Linked DNA regions of Zea mays: region 1 is linked to region 2. A link is a contact called in public Hi-C data. All regions are on one chromosome and are shown on one strand. Each heading gives the region's core, a stretch centred on a gene start, on an enhancer-like site or on the middle of the called end of the contact. The rest is flanking DNA. Distances are from core to core; before and after follow the strand shown.

What was found. Hi-C and Micro-C count contacts between places; a contact is called where the count stands out from the background.
Region 1: a contact with region 2 is called in a Hi-C map of tassel, with 2.6 times the contacts expected there. The contact joins the promoter of LOC100191930 here to the promoter of LOC100283256 in region 2. A contact is called at or near these places in 3 of 25 Hi-C or Micro-C datasets (ear, leaf and tassel).

The regions. Positions count from the first base shown.
Region 1 is chr4:165,733,066-165,736,884 of Zm-B73-REFERENCE-NAM-5.0, forward strand. It overlaps LOC100191930 (Tetratricopeptide repeat (TPR)-like superfamily protein), which reads right to left and starts at 1,316. Exons shown (of 3, transcript NM_001137354.1): 1 at 908-1,316; 2 at 1-619. The coding sequence starts at 547.
Region 2 is chr4:165,509,430-165,513,725 of Zm-B73-REFERENCE-NAM-5.0, forward strand. LOC100283256 reads right to left here and starts at 2,825. Exons shown (of 4, transcript NM_001156158.2): 1 at 2,547-2,825. The coding sequence starts at 2,730.

The sequences.
Region 1 (3,819 bases), core at 66-2,565, 220 kb after region 2:
CTCGGCTTGCCGGTTTGCTGACCTCGCTCTCACCTTCCTCAGTGGACGCCTTTCCATTGAGTCCAACAGAGGCATCAGACTCAAGCTGTGATTTTGATGCCTTCTTCGACTTCTTGGACGAACTGGAAGAGTGTTCCTTTACTGGGGTCCCATTCTCAGCAGGAGCAGGGGGTACAACGTTGGCAACACTCCCATTCTCCTCTTCCTCCTCAATCACCTTCATGGCCTCCATCTCCCCAGCAACAAGATGTCGAAGCTCCGAGTCAATTCTAGACTCCTCCCCGTCCGAGCCAAAGCTCTCGCGTGATGGGGAGCCACCCTCACTTGAGCTCTCCATCTCGCATACGTTGTTGTAGAGTTGCTCGATTGAGGGTTCCCCAGCACCGGAGGCCTCAACATGCATCTCAAGCGCCTCGCTTTGCATGCTACCCGCCATCGTTGAAGCTGCTGTCGACTTTGGGGCAGGCAGACTTTCGTTCTGTGGAGAGAAATTCACCCCGTTCGGCACCTCCTCTGCAACAACTCCATCCTCTGTAATTCCAGGCATCTTATGGTGATAATTATGTCAAATAATTGTTCTTCCAAGAAACCGAGGGAGATGATAGCTCTACACAATACCCTGGAAAAAAAACGGAATTTTTTTATTATTAAGGCGACATGTGAATGCTTCAAAACTGAAGCCGAACAACCAATAAACGGAAAAACAGGAAGATTGGCTAAGGCCAGGGGCGGAGCCAGTAAAGGGCATGCGTGTACAATTGTACACCCACTAACTTTTGCTCAAAGAATCGATGCTGGCAGGCATGCGTACGCTAGTAATTAGATCAGATCCGAACAAAAATAGCTTAAATTAGGGTCGTGTGCTCGGTTTCGCACAGCAGGAATGGAAGAGAAAGGGTGCGCAAACCTGGTGTGTGTTCGTCGCCGGCAAAAGACCCGACGAAGACCTGAGCACCTGGCGTAGGGGCGTCGGCGAGTCGCCCAGTTGGCAGTTGCCCACTAGAGAGGGAGGAGCGACCGAGCCAGCTGGGTGAACGAGAGAAGAAAAGGCAAGGTGCGAAATCCGGGTGGCAGTCGGGTGGATCTGGGTGGCCTCACCGTGATCAGCGCTCAGCAGCTCGAACTAGCCTCTGGACGGCATTGCGCTTGCGTGGGTCGATCAGCTCGCGCGACAGGGAGGCCAGATGGAGGGAAACCGTCAGGTCCGTTGCGGCAGGAGGATAGTCTGGTAGGAAGAGGCTGGGAGAAGCTCGCTTGCCATAGGGACGAGGTGGTGACGGAGGGTAGGAGAGACAGAGAGAAGAGGAAGAGAGAAGACGAGTGCGGCAGAGCCGCGAAGAGCAGGGGGCAGACTAGAGAAATGATGGCTCGCGCCTCGGTGTAATCGGACCACACTACCACATCCACAGCCACAGCCACAGCCACGAGCGGGAAGGGGAATATTGTTCCAGCTCAGCATGGAAGTACCCATTTAAAGTCTGGGACTCTGGGTATTAGTCTATCCGTGGCCGTTTCAGTAAATTTTTCTCCATGTACCGCATTATGCAGTCAATTCGATTATATCCTCTATTTTTCTCTTCTCCGCAGCAGAAGCCAGAGGTTATCTTTAAATTCTCCCTATACCCCCACCAAATCATAAAGTATCATTTTCTACATCTATTTATCATCCAATATCAATTTTTCCTAACTACCAAACTCCAATGTGCACTATAGCGCACAGGAAGGGGGTGGGGGTCGACACCCTCACGCTAGATCTGGCGGATCCTTGTATGCTCTCCTAGTACTGTAGCGCAAGGAGGACCCATTAGAGTGCAACGATTCTGCTCTAGAGCCATACCAGATACGCCCTAACTCTCGAAACAGAAAAAGAATGGCGGCAATTTTCCCTCCATCCACCTGCATCCTCTCCCACTACGGATGCGTGCATCGCTTATATCCTCCCTAGTTTCGTCGTGGGGGAGGACCATGCAGCGGCGCCGGTAGTGGTGGTACATTGTCCGGGCAACAACTTCGATAAGGGGGACTACGCCACCAAGGTCAACAGGTCAAGCTCCTAGTAAATACAAGTCTCCACCGTAAGATCCCACCCTTGTGTTATAAAAGGGCAAGGCCCCCTCCTTCCCACACACGCACCAGTTGTAACACAGTTCTCAAGTAATATTACGACTAGTACTATACTGGACTAGAGCGCCAACCTGAAATAATATAATTCTTTGCCTCAAACTCTACGCTCGAGTCTCACCGATTCACCATTCGGAGTGAGTCTGCGCTAGCATCTCCCACCGAACACAAATTATATTATTCATCGGTTTCTGGAACCACGGCAAAATCCGTCTTATAAAGCTGAATCAAACATACCCTAAGTCTGAAAAGTCCATCATATATATGTTTACTTAGGACGATGATAGCCTACCAACCTACTTTACTTTTGGTCTCTATCCTTGAATCTAGTTCTTACCGTATCATTTTTATTTCCTTTTGTCTCACAAATTGTCACTTTGTTTTTTTATATGTTACATCCACGAGGCATGATTTGTTATAATCACGAGGCACCATTTGTTAGTCACCTGAAAAATACTTCATTGCTTATTTATGCTGCTGTCCAACTCTGAATCTACTTACATCTATATCCATGTCTTTTAGAAAAGCTGCATGCAAGCTATATTCACATATCATATCTTGTTAATAAGTGCCACATGCATCACCCTCCAATAAGTGCAACATCATCATCTACCATTAAGTGCAAACTATTATTTTCAGTATATCAACATACATGACATGCTATCTCTGTTTGGTGGTCATATTTTCTTTTATATAAATTGATCTAATATTCTATAAGCTTTACCGAGTAATGTTAGCAACACGAGTGTAACGATTTCATCATAAAAAAAAATCCGCAGCGACACGGGAGAAATGGATATTATTGTTCTGCTTACTAACATAGCAACATGCCCCTGCACGCTATGTTTCTCTCTTCCTGGTTTTTTTTAAAGAAAAAACTCGGGTGCACGGTTGGTAAAGCGATGCGGTCATGCGTGTGTGCTTTCTGCGCATGACATTTCTCGTTAGATTGGACGCCTCATCTCTCCCGATCAGACACCTAAGCTCGCATGTCTTATAGAAAAAAGAGAGCTGTGGAGGAGGGTGAGAAGTCAAGTGCACACCTAGGCTGTGGTTTATAGGTGGCCAGAGGAGTGCACAGCAATGCAGCGTCGCGCTCTATTGCCGGCGCACCACTGGCACGACGCGCCCGGCGGCACGCCAGGCCAGACAGTTTGCAGCTAGCTAGCTAGCTACAACGAACCAACTTGTACAGCCAAGCTCACGGGAGTTCCGAAACGTAGGTGGCAGTGTGTAGCGCATTACCGTACGAGTCTGTGCTGGAAATAAATATGATTCGGCGAGATCCTTTCTTGTAGAGCTGTTTTCTCTCTTTTTTTTTTTTGAGGGGGTCCTCTCAAGAAAGGCCAGGCCAGCAGCAGGTGGCTGGATTTGCTCGCTGTTTTTTTCTCTCTCTCGTTCGTCCGGTTGTCAGTCAGTATGAAAAAAAAAGAAGGTGCAGCGCGGCGGGCGGCAGCTGGCCAGAGTGGACGATCGGTTGGCGCGAAAGCGACGGGACGGCGGAAACGAAGGTTGTCATGCTGCGATTACACTGTGTATATATCAACAATTACTCCAGAGTATAAAACACACTGGTCGCAGTCGCGGCGCCGGCGCGCGAGGAGGACAAGGATGGCAACTTCAGAGTAGGCGAGCTAGAGTTGCTCGCCAACGACCGCCGACCGGCCGGCCGGCGAGCTCGATCGACCCCCCCGAACT
Region 2 (4,296 bases), core at 1,575-4,074:
ACACTGGAAAAAAAACATGAAAGGTTACCAAAGTTTATTGTATTAATAATTAACTGAGTTCTGAACTACTGCAAAAGAAGACCAGGAGCCCAATGGAAGATCTCTAAGTTAGTAGTTATGTAGTAGAAGAATAATGTTGTCCAGTACAACGCCAAACTAGCTAAGTTTGGCGTTACTAACTAAGTTTGGCGTTACAACAAAATGCCCCTAAGTTTGGCGTAATGTTGTCCAGTACCCCACTTTGCTCTTTCAGACCATCACTGATTTTCTTCATCTTGCAGGCTAGCGCAGATGGTAAAGCAACAGAAAAAGGAAATATATGAGAACAAACAAAGCAAACAAATTAAGGCACCGAGAGAATTGCCATATAAACATCCATGATGCACAAATCCTCTGTTCAATTTCTTGTATCAGCTAAACTGCATTGTGATCCCCCTAAAAAATCCTAACAGGACTTTTTTTTGACACGGAACCATTAAGCTCAAAATGGGATGAAAACATAGTACAAGAAAATATGGTACAAGAGGCAAATGCTGCTGCCACAGTAACATTCTCAGAAGGCCAGACACCAGTAAAAGAGTTGCTAACAAAATTCTTGAGAGAAGAAAAAGAGCAAAGTGATATGGTAGACAATGTCTAAAAAAATAGGTGTAAGTTGTTAGGTTATTGAAACCCAAGCTGAACAATAATCATGTGATTTGATGACAAAGGGATGGTCTGAAAGAGGTAAAAAGAAATCAGGATGGAAGCCTGTTGTAAGGGCATTACTAATGCAATTGGAGATGAGGAACAAATGCACATGAGCACAAACAGTAGCATGATACTACCTATCTGATCACAAAAACTATACCACATTCCTGTATGAAAGAGTCGTATTTGTGTGGTACTCTGTTCCACAGTTGGTTGGGCTGCAGCAGTATGCTCCAGGCTTAAGGGACAACCTTTTTACTGAATGGTGGTGTCAGGCCGCACAACAGGTACCTAAGCAATCTCGTAAGGGCTTCAATCTGTTACTCGTAGGTAGTTTTAGTGGCTTGGTGGATCTGGAAACATAGAAATGCATGTGTGTTTGAGGGAACCTCACCTAGTTTTCATAGCATCGTGAGAAATGTAAAAGAAAAAGCTAAACTTTGCTGTATGGTGGGAGCCACACAGCTCTGTAGTTTATGGCCATGATGCCCCTCCTTGGTGTTGGTCACGTACTAGAGTGTGTGTGGCAAATTCTAGTGTGGTGTTTGCCCCTTCAGGGGTTGTATGAGTAGTCCTCCTCTGCTTAATATAATGATGTATAGCTCTCTTGTGTGTTTGAGAAAAAAAAAAAGAGTCGCATTTGAAGTACCATTAAACATTTTCCTACATGAATGGTTGTGATACAAAGTATTGATTCGAAGTAACATAAACTTCCACATATTAAAAGCCCTCGTTGTCAAAATGTCATCCTTACCCAAAAAAATACCAGTACAAGAAGTCCACATTTTTGTCAAAGTAGAAATTATAAGATTGCTTGCCTAGAAATTAACTGAGGGGCATTTTGTTTCCATTTTATTTCAACCAACAGGCTAGTCCTGCATACATCATTTCGAGTAGAGAAACTCTACAACCATACAAGTATACAACTTCTGATACACCAGAATTGAGCCAGGCCATTTAGGATCAAGTAAATCGTCAGAAGCAATTTGCTGATCTTTTTTTTATCTCTAACTTTCTGAAAAAACAAATGATGCAATTAGCCACAAAAGATGAGATATTCAATGCAGCAGCCAACAATTCTGATCAAGGTATGCCAAATCCAGAATTCCAGATGCCAGGCCACCTAACAGTAACCAACACAACATAGTCGGAACAGAACAAGTTGGATGCTGTGAGCACGCAGAAAAATTGGATGCTGTGACTGTGAGCGAATACAATGGCTCAGCACATCAGAAGATGGAACCAAAACTATCATGCACAGGTGCTGCTTTTTTTGAAAAAATGGTTTTGACACGGCATTTACCAAAATAATCATTGCTATTACTGAATTTCTTGTTCTAGCCGTGTCTATTGTGGAATTTTTTGTCATATGGCCTGGCAGTTAATTATAATTTCTGCAATTTCGTTGACATATGGCCTGGCAGTTAATTATAATTTCTGCAATTTCGTTGACATATGGCCTGGCAGTTGGATATAATTTCTGCAATTTCGTCAATCTTAATATTATTTTTGTAATTGTTGGAGCAAGTGATCTTTTTGAGAAAAAAAGCTGCAAATTTTCGCGGATTAATCTACATAAACAGTGAGGTCGCAGTAAGGACAACATTAACCAATACTATCAGTGCGTGGCTACCCGTGCACGGGGGAGAGCTAGTATCCACAGTTCCACACAGCACGCATAGAGGCATACACCGCATACGGCATACCCAAATCACATACTTAGTCGGTACCATGTACCAACGCGAACGCGTGAATGGAGGGAGAAACCACACATTTCGCGTGATTTCGCTGAGTAGCACGCGCGCGGATAAATAGCGAGCAAGTCACAGGGGCACCGGGCAAGCGAGTGTACTTACCGTCCTCGTCGGGGACCTGAACGTGGACGAAGAGGAAGTGGAAGCCCCCAGGGTTGGAGCGGACGAGCTTGGAGAGCGTCCAGTCGAAGGCGGTGCGACAGCTGATGGAGGGGTGCGGGTACCCCTTGAGCGACGACTCGTTCACCGCCATCATCACTCTCGTCGGCGCCGACGAGTCCGCCATTGCAGCGCGCTCGCTTGGGCTGCCTTCCTCAAGAGGAGAAGTTTTGGGGGAAATTTTGAGCAGAGGGGAGAGTGACAGAAGGCAGCCGACCTATTATCGGCAAAACGTGTAATCCCCTCGTTTTGCTAGGTCTACGCTGGCATCAACCAAGCAAAGCCGCCTGGAGCCCCCGAGACGGCGAGACCCAAATCTTCTTCCTTTTATTTTGCGAGGGACTAGCCTAACATAGATTTTATTCCATTTGGAATCGACAAATATTTGCAGAAACAAACTCGTGGGTTATCACTAGTATATAGTATATTCTAACGCTACGAATCCCGTGAAGAAAAGGGGTCGATCGTGACAGGGCCGTACCTGAGGGGTGCGGAGGATACGGCCGCACCGGACCTAAAAACAGAGGACCCTCTAGCCACTAGACGATAGCACTTTTTTCCTATTAAACCTATCTATTCTAGACACAAATACACAAAGAGCGATGCACTATCGACCAGTCTCGTTTAGATTGTTAAACTAATATCTCAATTACTTATCGAATACTCCATCTGTTTCAAAATAGTATTTATTTTAGCTCTTGATTTTTATGTTTATATTCAACTAGATGATGATGAATCCTCTAAAGAAGCAAAACGAATTCTATTTTGGTATAGAGAGCATTAGTTACTATACACATGATGGTTGCATCGGCATAGAGAAGTTTTTAAAATTGAAATATTTGTGTGAACTATTTATGGTCAACAATAACTCAAGATAGGTTAAATGGCTTGGTGATTCTATATATCGAAAAAAGTTGTTGGATGAGATTGATCTCAATAATATAAGCGATGACTTTATATCACAAAATATTAGAAAATATTTTTAATGATATCAGATAACAAGTATATGTTTTTGGCTATATTTTACATTTGTTATCTTATAAACATCAAAACAGTGCATAATAGTTTTTATACGTCAAATATTCGATACTATATGTATAATTATATATTTGTGTGGATGGGTCCTCCACATCGGATTTCGCACTGGGTCTCTGAAAAGTCAGGAACGGGCCTGGATGGTGATGGCAGCGTGAAGAGAGGGGTTGACAGTGGCGACGTGAGTGAAGGAGAGGAGGCGGCGGGTTGACGGCAGCGACGTGAGTGAAGGAGACCATGTGCCAATGAGCCGCGTTACGGTACCGGACCCAAGCCCGAGCGGAGAGAGGGAACCAAAGACGCCTACTAGCCTGAAGACCTAGGTCCCACCTTGCAGGGTTCGAATGTCAGACATAGAGGTTCGAGACCCTTGTGCGAGATTCGGATGAAGGACCCGTCCATGGAGGTCTTGACTGAATACGCGAGGGTTTAAGACCTACCCATGAGGGTCCAGACAGTACACGTGTAGGTCTAGGACCTGTCTATGGGGTCCGGAAGGCATACGCGGGGGTCTAGGCCCCACTTGTGGGGGTCCAGACTCGTTGATGTAGTCCCTCAGCATTTTCCCTTCTGTGACACGTGGCCGACAGTCCCACTCTGCTCAACCTATCTGTGCGAGATGTTTACGTTGGGCCTGGCTCGCGCTGGTTTAAGCTCT